Regions from separate parts of the Danio rerio genome. Here region 2 is linked to region 1. A link is a contact called in public HiChIP or PLAC-seq data. All regions are on one chromosome and are shown on one strand. Each heading gives the region's core, a stretch centred on a gene start, on an enhancer-like site or on the middle of the called end of the contact. The rest is flanking DNA. Distances are from core to core; before and after follow the strand shown. Region 1 holds the start of shisa7b (shisa family member 7). Region 2 holds the start of u2af2b (U2 small nuclear RNA auxiliary factor 2b).

Region 1 (6,522 bases), core at 1,025-3,524:
AGTAGCGCGACCTCAGCTTTCTCACACACTGAGTCACGCGTTACGCCACTGAATAACATGCACATGTTAGCATAGCTGATGCAACACAGTGCATCTTAAAAGCCTCAATGACAACACTTGGCATAAATAAGCAGTATAAACGCTTGTGGGAACATACTGAAAGCTTAATACGTTCAAAGAGATGCAGCTTTGGACGAAGCGAGAGAGGAAGCGGGGGGTGACAGAGCCACAGATGTGCGCGGAGTGGGGGGTTGGCAGGGCAGAGAGAGACCCTATTGAGAGGAGAAGAGAAGGCAGGAAGGATGCAGGGATGGGGGAGGAAGGGTCTCTGGGACGAAGGGCTCTTCTGAGAGGGGGAGAAGAGCTGCTACGCACCTTTAAACGGCCTCTCATGAGTGCATCTCGTGCCCTTTGCTTTGCGCGCTCACCAAGTCGCCGATGGCAACGCCTTGCGTGGCTAATGATGTGAAGCGGAGAGACAGGCACACATAGCAACTCGGTCTCACGCTACACCTTCCTTCCCTCTTGATTTTTCTCCATCTATTTGTCAGTGCGTGGGTCGAAAGTGTTCTCTCAGAATAGCTCTGCTGCAGTGAAGGAGAGAGGGATGTGACATGCAGATAGAGATGGGCAGATGGATCACCGCGCTCGGTTTGCTCGTTTCATCCTCCCTTTGCGGTAAATATTCTACACGGGCTGCTACTTCTTCGTAATGCACATCTCCACTCATCCGCCTCTTCCTCTCGGTTCCCCACCCCCTTCATCCTCCTCCTCCTCCTCCTCCTCATCATCATCAGCAGCCCTGTTTCTCTGACTCAGGAGGATGGCAGGCATCCGTCCCATCACAAACAGGTGCAGATGACAGATGTCAGGCCAACATGCAGCCCGTTACCACGTTTTAACAAGAGAATTGGAGAATGAAGGGCAGAAAGAGGACAGCAGGCCTTGGGAGACCAAAGCTGCCTTTAGGATTTTAAAGTGTTGGTCAGCAACAAGTCGTGGCACAAAAGAGCTTTGTGGTGTTATTTACAGATGAACAAAAGAAATGTAAACAAAATAAAAACGGAAGAATTTGACAAATTTTGACACACATGAATGCTGATGTTGACAATGCGCCATGGTTAGAAGTGACACAAGCCGTTGACAAACAAATACGCGCGTTTTTCTGTCACTTCACACCGACTTTTATTCGATTTAATTCTGAGGTGATTAGATTTTCAAGTCCAGGGAACTAAACTCAAGCTTTTTGCGCGTTTATACCTTCATTCAGACGTTATTTAGTTGACGCGCGCGCGCAGACTATACACACAGCAGCATCATGGCAGATCTTATGAAGGAAATTAACATTCCAGTGGCGGACGACACACGCTGTGCGACACCAATCTCTATGACATGTATCCATCCTCAAATCCGCATTCGTTACGAACATAGCGCATTTACCACATAACAAACGACTTCATTAACAGAAATGTAGCAAAAACCGCAAAGCACAGGTTGTAATGTGCGCGCGACCGATGTGTATGCGATCCTCGCGCACGCTGCAGCAGTAGCAGCATCAGATGGGAACAAAATGAAGGCACGTCTTACCTGCGTGTGTTGCAACAGCTGCCCGCTTCCAGTCTGTGGAAAATGACGCGGAAACCGAAAGAAATGTGACACAATAACCGTTCAAAGTTATTGATGCCGCTCTCTTGGCTGACAGCAAACTGAATGAGATGATGCAGCACGCGCAGTGTTCACAGAGATGGGGTCTTGCGCTTCTTTACAGCTCTTCTCGGTTCGTAGAAAAAAAGACGCAGTTTTGTGGCATTGGTGATTCGGAGGCGAATTAAGTCCCCAATCGTCCTGGGTGGTCTAGAAAAAAATGACAGTTTCAAAATATAGTTTTCATTGAGTCACAAGTCATAAAAAGGTGAAAGGATTGAGTGGACGTCTCCAATGATTAGCAAAAATATCGACCATGCGTGATTACACTCCAACGAGAAAAGAAATCGCATAATACTCCATGCATCCAGGTAAAAATAGGCTATTTGGCATATAAAACACTATTGACTATGCACAGTCTAATCCGTTAGCTTGCCAAATTCGTATACAACGGCTGATTAATTAGGCGCACCCGGTAATATCCGTTTCCACACTCTTTAAATGACCGTATTTTTCCCTTTCAACAAATTCAATGGGCTCCACACTCACTAATAGAGATCTACCTCCGCGCCACTGAAACGCGATTGCTCCCACAAAGGTCCGCTTCGCTCAGTTTACATCAATTGATTGGAGCGAGCAGATGCTTGCACGTGGTTTCATTTGCTAAATGCTGGAAATGATCTGCCAATCGTTGGCACGCGTTACTGGCGGAGAACGGCTTTTGTACGCGTGATGGTTTTTAGGGAAAATCAACTGACGCTCGCGCGCACACTGGCACGCGCTCCAGAGATTCTGTAGCGCGCTAGAATCTGTTAAAGACGGGCTGGGATTTAAGTTACTCGTTTTTGAGAAATGAGGAACAGATTGACAGAGGTCAAGTGTAACTCATAAATTCGAGGAACAGAAATGAATACAAAGTGTTGTGCCAGCGGTTGCTGTGGTTACCGCAGTATCACATGACAGTAATGGATCTCGATTGATGTCTTATTTCTACGATGAATCAAATGAAAGCAGTCAAGAACATGACAAGGGCAAACCCCAGTTTAAAATCAATAGGAAAAAGAAGAAAGTGTAGATATTTTGCTTTTTAAAGTAGTATAAAAGTAGATAGGAATCATTCCCCACCAATACTTCTGCAAATTACCTCAGTCATAAAGAAATGTAATTGCCTAAATTAAATTATTAAGTATTTCCCAGCCCAATTTTTCACTGGGTGAGTTTTTGGCTACTTGAATAATAATAAAAAAGAATTGTTTTGCAATTGTTTTAATGCTATTGAGGTGGACAGTGGTAATGTTAGGGTCAGGATTAGTGTTATGTTAAAGAAGTATAGGGCCAGCGTAATTTATTATATATTAAATTTTAATTGCATGTAGTTACATGCAGGTGTTTTTAAACAGAAGTACAGTAGAACTTTTATTTACACAGAAGGCACAAATTACAAGAATAAATATGATAACAGTTGTCAAAGATAAAGAGGGACTCATAAACCCTTTATTTGAACAATTTAACTTAATTTGACAGTAAAAAGAAACACTAAAAAAAAATCAAATGAGAATAACTATATGAATAAAAAAGGGAATACACAAAGTAGTTGGCCAGCAGTTTAATAAACTGTAATAATTGGAGTGGATGGTGTCTTGTCAATACAATTATGCCAGTATAATACATAACAAACCGTATCTTTTATTAGAGTGTGAAAGTATTATCATGCTATTATACAGTAAAATATCAATCTTATTCAGGTAAAAGCATACAAATGACATGTTTTTTTTTACATGATGTACTTCATTACATCACAATTTTGTAACACTTTATTATAGGGAATATTTCTCACTACTTCCCTGTTGCTTATAAACAAGCCTGTTATTGACACTGGGGCTGTTTATTAGTACTAATAAAGTACGTTTTCTGCACAATTATATTCTACATTCCACATCCAATTCAATAACTAAACTTAACTAATACCTTACTAACTATTAATAAGTTACAAATTAGGAGTTTATTGAGGCAAAAGCCATAGTTAAATAGTGAGAATTGAACTTTAAAATAAAAAGTGACCAAAATTTTGTCCTAAAGATTAACAGAGAATTAAAAAAAATGCAAAAATTAAAAGTAAATTAAATGGTCACTTTTTAAATAATGTGCAAAAGTCAATTTATAAAAAGGTATAATACAATTTTCACGCTCTTTTTTTTAAAGATAAAACAAAAAATATGGAAAATATTAAAAAAAGAAAATGATTTCAAGAAAAAAGCGTTAAATATTGATGCACCAACATTTTTGGCTGGCATAAATTATCCTGAAATTATCCCCAATGCCAAAAACGGCATTGTTTGTTTTCAGCCACTGGTTTTGAGCCAATGGCCTTGCTGCTTTCAATCTCCGTCCAGCTGTCGTCACTGCACTTTGTGTAGTAGCTTTCAAACTGGACACAGGATGCCCTGCACTACAAAACCCATTTATTTCAATAGGTTGCACTGACAAAGATGGTTTGCTGAGACAAGAACAACAACAGCGGAACACACCATCAAGTAGCCTGTGCATGCGTTACAGCCAAAGTTAAAAATGGCTCAATATTGTTTGCTCGGTGGATATTCTGCCCATTTACAATTCTCTGTAAATGGACCACTTATGGTCACTGCAAAAACAAGTCTGCTCAAATAATGCATCGACAAGACATTTGAATGTAGTATAATTGTTCCTGTTGCTTGCAATGCTATGCAAGTAAAAATTTTGCTTCTTAAATTTTTCAGTGTCAATAACATTTCTACTGTCAATAAAATGTGATTATGTGCTAAAATTTAAACAAATGAGCTAAATTTAATACGTCTTACAAATGTACTTTCAATTATTTAATAAAATAATAAATAATTATTACAAAGCATTTTGGTTGTGTTTTTTTTTTGCCCACATAATTTCTATTTGGGTGCATCAATGTGCAACAAAGCACAGCTTGAACTTGAAAGTTTCTGAAATAATGTGCTATGTGTATCAGACCTCTTTCAGTACTTCCTTAGATTTAGACAGACATATCTATTTTTGTTGATCTCAAACTGCCTCTATAATGTTCAAGTCTGGACTCTGTTGAGGCCATTTCATGAGTGCCTGTTTTTTTTCTTCTCTAATTATAATTTTGTGTGTTTGGCATCATTATCAGGCTGAAAAACAAAACCATTAGCAATGAGGAGCTTTCTAGAAGGAAAGGCGTAATGGATTAATGCCTGTCTGTACTTTTCAGCATTAACGATTCCATCAATTCAGACAACACTGCCAACACCACTGGCAGAAATACAGGACAAACCTGAGCCTCCAGCATGTTGTACTCATCCTTCAATCTTAAACAATTCAACCAAATAAATGGCAACTTCATCTTCTATTTGAATTCTAATAGCGAGAATGAGAAATAATTATATACGAATTGTTGACATGATGCTTAATTTGACATGAAAACATGAAATAGGATTGTCATCATTTAAAATGAGGTAAATGGTTAAATGTTTCTTTATTTTCCACGGACCTCTTTTTGTGGAACTGTCCTACTGTGGGACTGTCTCAACCATAGTTCAGTAAATTACGTGCCTAAAGGAGTGGCTATTTTAGTAAATCAGTCATTTGTTTTGCAACCATAGATTTCTAAAAACAGGAACTAAAAATTTCGTCACTGAAAACCATGTCCTCTGGTGTGCCACTAAATACACATTTTAAATCAGACAATTCCACAAAAAACTTTACTTAGTTGAAGGACCCCAATTTAAGATCATGTGACTGAAGCCCCCAGTGAAACCCATGACGTGCACCTGTAGAACTTTTTTTTGTGCCTCTACAACATTTTAAGGCACCTTTGGTGTGACTCTTCTACTTACTGAAAAATATTCAACAAGTCCAAAACGTCATGAAGAGATAAAAAAAAGAGATTCATAATTTCATATAAAGCAACTAGCACTATAATAAGATTGAAGATTCCATTGAAGTTCAATCACTCTCATGCTATTTGTATATCAATTTTTTTCTGCTATGTCACAGTATAGGATATATTTACGATACATTTCAGCAAAAATGCTGAAAAACAGTAAAAGATTTGATAAAGTTAGTGGCTCCATATATTTTCTCAAACTTTAGACTTCAAAAAATATACATATGTCTATTTTTTCCTCAAAAATGGTGTTTAGCAAACTAAGTTTATTGCCTGTTTGTCAACTACACATACGCTCATTTAACAACATGTATAATGGCAGAACAAAACTTTAGCACATGCTTGTTCAAACTACTTATTTAAAGGTGCAGTATAAGTGACACCCAAAGGTTGAACTAGGTATTGCACAACTTCTTCAAAACAAACGCATGCGCAGGTTGCCAGATTGACGACTGCAACAGCAGTGTGCCTAACTATCGAGCCTAAACGCTGATTCAAGGCTGAATTAAACCGTGTTCTGAATAAAAGCAACGGCACGCGACAGAAGGAATATTTTTCCATATTAAAAGGAGTATTGAAAGTTTTTCAATACTCCTATGGCTTTTCAATACTCCTAATGAAGTTGGATATTGATCTTGTTACCAGGAGGAAGGAGGCAAAGAACTGACAACATTTTTTAAAGGCATTTATTAATAAAATGCACAGCAGCTCCTCAAGGAGAAACTGTGTTGGAGTGATGTTCACTTTATATGGCTACTAAAAACATACATTTGGCTGTACAAACATAGCCAATATGGCTTTGTTTTTGTCTAAACCAACATGTGAATTGTATATTTTAGAAACAGCTTCTATGTCTTACAGCTGAACAACAGGATAAATAACAATGCTCACCTCAGGTCCACCTCATGTGCTTTATTCAGTGTTAAATGCTAATAATGTGAGTTTGAATGCCATTTCACATC
Region 2 (6,003 bases), core at 2,038-4,537, 80 kb after region 1:
AATAATTACAGAATATTAATGATGATGAAAATAACAATAATAGTTACAATGAATAACATTACTCATTAGATGCTGCTTTGAATGTGCTTGGATGTAAGTTATCTGCTATAAAAAGTCTGTTACTTTATGAAAAATACACTTATGGTTTGCATCAAACAAAAATGAAGCATTGCAGTAAGAAATATTTATTTCGCACTGCTGTTTTTTATACATGTCAATTTAATAATATTTCTGCTACAAAACAAACGAAAGACTAAAATAAATCATCCAATTTAATACTGAAAGCTGCAAAACAGTCATCAGTAACTAAATAAAAAAACATCTCAAGAAGGAACGGACAAACGAAAGTAAAGTCTCACTTCTATCGGATTCTATTGAATTGATTTTTTTGTTGATAGATTTGGCTTTCATCATTTAATATAACTATAATATCATATAATATAACTATAACTAAAAAAGTTCATCATTTAATAAAACATGATAGATTTTTGACAGGGGGGGTTTATTGGAATAAGAGACCATTTTTAAATTTAATTAAAAAGAAATTATATTATTATTATTATATTTGTAAAAAATGAAATGTTAAACATTCAATGTTTTCGACTGATTAGAAATGTTTATGATGCACAAAATTGAACTTAACTATTCAGAAAATGAAAACAGAAATAAATAAATCATAGGGCTCTTCTGCAGTTACAAGATGATCAGTTTTTTTTAATAATGACGAGTCATTCCTGGAAAAACAAATCCACAAATCTGTGTCTGTTGTAGGCATGGGCTGGTATAAGATAACGGTGTGATAACCTTGAAGGAAAAAAATAATAATAATCACAGTTTCATGGTATCATGATAACTGCTTTGAAAAAAAGTTCTTTCCAAATGTCTGGGTAAAAACAAACTTTTTTTTCCACTTTGAACACAGTATATTTTATTTTAAGAAACATTCATAATATTTTAAAACAGCAAACATGTCAGGCTAAATAACTCAAATAAATCATTGACTTCTGCTGTTTTTTTTAAGTTTCAATAACACAGATTTCTTTACAATACAAAGAAAAACACATAAAAAAAACCTTACATATCCGGTATAACAGAAAATCTTAGCAGTTTTAAAACCTTGAAACCGGTTACCATCCCATGCCTAGTCTGTGCATTTAAAGTGTCATGAGTGAAGGATGAAAGTGAGATACATTTCATGCACTGAAAACAAAGTTTCAAAAATTTTTTCATTCATCAGAATCCATTTAATTTTCACATTTTACCATGATTTACAGAAGAAACTAAAGTAAATATAGGAAAATAAAGATATTTTCATGTATAGCGGAAACGAGAATTATCAATAATTAAAATGGAGGTCCAAATAGGCATGGGCCGGTATAATATTGGATAAAAATAGCACGGTTTCATAGTATTGTGGCTATTTCTCTAAAATATATTATTTTTAAACGTCTGGGTAAAAAACTACAACTTTTTTTTTTTTTACCATTAGACAAAATATATATATTTATTTTTTAAGAATCATTTTAATTATTTTGCTAAACGTCAGGCTAAATAATTCAAATGAATCATTGGCTTCTGCTGTCTTCAGTCTTAAGTTTCAAAAACAGATTTCTTTACAATTTAAAACAGCATCTTCGGATATCTTTTCTGCTTGACTTTTCAAAACCGTGGTATACCTTGATAGCAGTTTTCGTCCCATGCCTAGGTCCAAATGATTCATTTCTTGCTATTTAAATTGTATACTTTGCCATTATATCTGAAGTATACAATGCTATTAGGGCTGTGCAATTAATCAAAAATTCTGATTAGATTTTGGCTTCTAACAATTATGATAAAACATTAATCGAGATAAAACGATTATTGCATCATATACCAGCCCCGTTCCAGTTGTACACATTTGTAGCTCTGCAAGCTCAGTTCCACATGAAAATTACTAAAAGCATTACTGTAATGCTGTACTGAAATGCAGTACTGTAATGTAACTTTTGCAGCATGGGATGCGCGCCGTTCATTGATGTACATTCACATCATTCATGCTTTTAAATGCGCAGAGGAGATTGCATGCTGTTATGTGTGCGCGCGCTAAGCCTCGGAGACGAGCAGAGTACACACATCTAAAGACATATTAATGTGAGCGCTTTAATGGTCAAATACATGCAAATTTGTGTCAAAATGCGGTGTTTAGTGATTATTTATATTAACCTTTATTTATGTGATAAACAAACGAGTTGAGAATCAAAAGACATGTGAAAGTGAAACTATTAATCAGAACCGTACTGCGCTTAAAGTGACAGCACACTATATTCCTGTCGACTGTTTTTATCATTAATCAAACAACAAAAGGGCGAAAATCTCTCACTGCTCTTGACTAAAGAAGTTTTTTTTTTCTTACAGTGAAGATGCTTAAAGCACAGTTTGTTTAATATTTTTATTCTATTATTTTTCCCCCTTATTTACAGGGAAGAAAATAACTATATATATATATATATATATATATATATATATATATATTAAGGGGGCTAATAATATTGATCATAAAATAGTTCTCAAAATATTTAAACCTGCTTTTATTCTAGCCAAAATCAAACAAATAAGACTTTCTCCATAAGAAAAAAATATTATAGGAAATACTGCAAAAAATTCCTTGCTCTGTTAAACATCATTTGGGAAATACTTATTAAAAAATAAATAAATTCACAAGAGGGCTAACAATTTTGACCAACTAAATCGTTTTGAATAATCGTGATTACAACTATGACCAAAATAATCGTGATTATGATTTTTCCCATAGTCAAGCAGCCCTCATTGCTATTATATGTCCTTTGTTTGCTCATCATTTCACACGTTACTTTCTATTTGTACTTTTTAATTACATTAAATACCTATAACAAGTGTGATTATTTTACAATACAGCTTATAAAAGTCATACACATATAGTAGTTTAATTACGTACAATAACACACGTGCAAAATTTAAATAATAGCATTTTAATAACTAAAATCTTGAATAAAAACTTAAAACATCCACAGACCAATTTTGCGCGTTCTTGCATCAGTTATGTTTAAAAATAACCAATAAAACGACCAACATTAGACGTATTGAGATAATTGCATTTCCGTACACATCGATACGTGAATTTTTCCCCGTAACTTACTATGTTACGCAGGTGAATGCTGTATAAATCAGTAAATGATGCACATCCATACTCACCTTGTTTATTTTCAGACAGCTGTCTCTCAAATTCATCAAAATCAGACATCCTGGTGTTTTGATCAAACTTCAGCTAACACGCCGTTTTCCTTAGATAGCTTTATTCCCGTCACACGCTATTACAGGAGACCAACTATAAAACGCAGATGTTTTAAAAATTTAACACAAGCATAAAGACTTTGCCGAAATACACCTATAACGTTATTTGCGCAGAGGTTGAAATAAACGCTTTGCTTGAGAAGGTTGTTAGCAGCTAATGCTAAACGGAACCACTGCGGAGCACGAATAAAAGGCTTGCGTCGATAATGTTTAAGATTTAACCATTTCGTTATAACGATTAGCCGTTTAGATGTATTTCCTGATACTCAAATTGAGCTAATAGTCCTTATTGATTGAGGTTAAGTGTAGCTCGTTTTGACCAAAGGGGCTAACCGCTTATTCCGCGTTGGCGGATGCGCTCATCTTTTCCTCACGGTAAAAACTCGCTGAACAAAAACACTGATGACATGCGACCCCTAAAGGCCCGGAGTGAAGGTTTAACCCAATTCAAGCGTTGTAGTCCTATCCATGGCTTTTTAAATATATTATCTTGCACATAAACTGGCCGAAGGACGCCGTGACGTGAAGCTAAAAATGGTTAATAACAGCAAGGAAACAAATAGTGATATGAAATCCCTGCTAAAAAATCCAGCTTAAACCAGCCTAGGCTGGTTGGCTGGTTTTAGCTGGTTGACCAGGCTGGTTTTAGAGGGTTTTTGGCCATTTCCAGGCTGGTTTCCAGCCATTTCCAGTCTGGTCTTAGCTGGTCAGGCTGGAAAATGACCAGCTAAATCCAGCTAAAACCAGCTTGACCAGCCTGGTTTAAGCTGGACATAGCTGGTTTTGGCTGGGCTCCCAGCCTGCTTAAGCTGGTAAAGCTGGTTTTAGCTGGTCATCTTCCAGCCTGACCAGCTAAAACCCGGCTGGAAATGGCTGGAAACCAGCCTGGAAATGGCCAAAACCCCTCTAAAACCAGCCTGGTCGACCAGATAAAACCAGCCAACCAGCCTAGGCTGGTTTAAGCTGTTTTTTTCAGCAGTGATATGTATATATATATATATATATATATATATATATATATATATATATATATATATATATATATATATATATATATCACAACAACAAAAGTTACAATGTTTAAACATGGTTTTAGCATTATATTTAACGTCAACGAAGTACTATAAGTCAGAAGCTCTATTTTCTGAATGAACCATGTCCTCAATAAAAATATTAGGTTTCCCTGCTAAAAAGAAAACAGCTTAAACCAGCCTTGACAGGTTGGCTGGTTTTAGCTGGTCGACCAGCCATAGTTTTAGAGGCGTTTTGGCCATTTCAAGCCTGGTCTTAAATGGTCAGGTAGAAAAATGACCAACAGAATCCAGCTTGACCAACCTGGTTTAGGCTGGACATAGCTGGTTTTAGCTGGGCTCCCAGTCTGACTAGGCTGGTCAAGCTGGTTCTAGATGGTCATCTCCCAGCCTGACCAGCTAAGACCAGGCTGGTAATGGCCTGGAACCCTCAAAAACCATGCTGGTTAACCAGCTAAAACCAGTCAATGCTGGTATAAGCAGTTTTTTTTTAGAGGGATTGCTTCTCTAACAAAAACAATCAACATCACTACAAAAAAAAAAAAAAAAAAAAAAAAAAAAACGCTCCAATATTTTCATGTTTATACACAACAAAAATTGTGTTGACAATTGTGGTATGATTTTATAGAGTAGAAATACAAAAGTAAACCCTTGTGACATGAATACATGTAATACATGAATATGAAAAAGTTGTATTACAGTCAAACATTATTTATTTACGCTTTGGCTAAAGAATCAATTTACAGCAAAAAGCTGGTTTAGAAATGCTCTAAAATAAATTTAGAAAGTTTAAAAATAATTAAGGCCTTTATACTTTCTTTTGCATGATTGCAAGTGATGAACTTTATTTTAAATCAACATCCTTTAGCATGAAGTGTGATCAGTATACAAAACCGAAGTGTTACCTTACATGATACCCGGACAAAAAGTGAGTTGTCCAAAGTTTACAACAAGAAACTCAAGCATATACACAAAACAAGAAAAGGTAACCCCTCATATACAGTGGCTGACTAACTATCTTACATTTCTTTTTAACTTTGGAGTCTAATTAGCATAAATAACTGGCACATAGTTGGGACTTCACTCCTTATGTGTCAATCTATAACTGAGGTAGAAAAAAGGAGCCCATGAAAGTTCAGTGTTTAAACTTCAACACCACTGACACACATTTTTGGAAATTCAGTGCCTGAACCTGTAGGAAATGGGCAGCAAGAGGTTGGTTTTCTTCAAGGTCTGCACCTTTGCGTGAGCTTCCTCATCAAGAGCTTTATAGCAGCGTCTGGCATAATCCAGAAGCTTCTCCTTGGAGGAATCAAACTCTCCAACCTCAGACAACTTCTCAGGAGCAACTAAGAGCATTTCAGCAATGGGAGTAGTGGAGGCGACGGTGTTTCTGTCAACCCCGTGGACCTGAAAGGCTCTAGACATGCTCTTCAGCTTCTGATAGGTCACGAGGATCTTATTGTAGCGGAGCAGAACACCAGCAGGGTCTTTCACTGCAAACGAAATGGCAGAAATTATTCCAAAAGGAACTTAAGTATGGAAAAATAGAGTTTGATTTTATACATATGAAGAATACTCACCCCTTTGTCTTTCCATGCTTCGTGCGAAACGGAAGACGCGTCGTCGTTTCACCCTCATTTGGCCACTCAGCCTGCCTGTA

The links. HiChIP or PLAC-seq counts read pairs in DNA pulled down with a chosen protein or histone mark.
Region 2: a contact with region 1 is called in an H3K4me3 HiChIP or PLAC-seq map of gastrula embryo, with 2.3 times the contacts expected there. The contact joins the promoter of u2af2b here to the promoter of shisa7b in region 1. A contact is called at or near these places in 2 of 4 datasets of contacts at active chromatin or transcription factors (embryo and gastrula embryo).

What each region holds. Positions count from the first base shown.
Region 1 is chr19:11,337,355-11,343,876 of GRCz12tu, forward strand. It overlaps shisa7b (shisa family member 7), which reads right to left and starts at 2,275. Exons shown (of 5, transcript XM_073931530.1): 1 at 376-2,275.
Region 2 is chr19:11,416,523-11,422,525 of GRCz12tu, forward strand. It overlaps u2af2b (U2 small nuclear RNA auxiliary factor 2b), which reads right to left and starts at 3,288. Exons shown (of 13, transcript NM_205689.1): 1 at 3,211-3,288. The coding sequence starts at 3,259. ccdc106b (coiled-coil domain containing 106b) reads right to left here. Exons shown (of 7, transcript NM_001312892.1): 6 at 5,924-6,003; 7 at 5,155-5,836. The coding sequence ends at 5,520.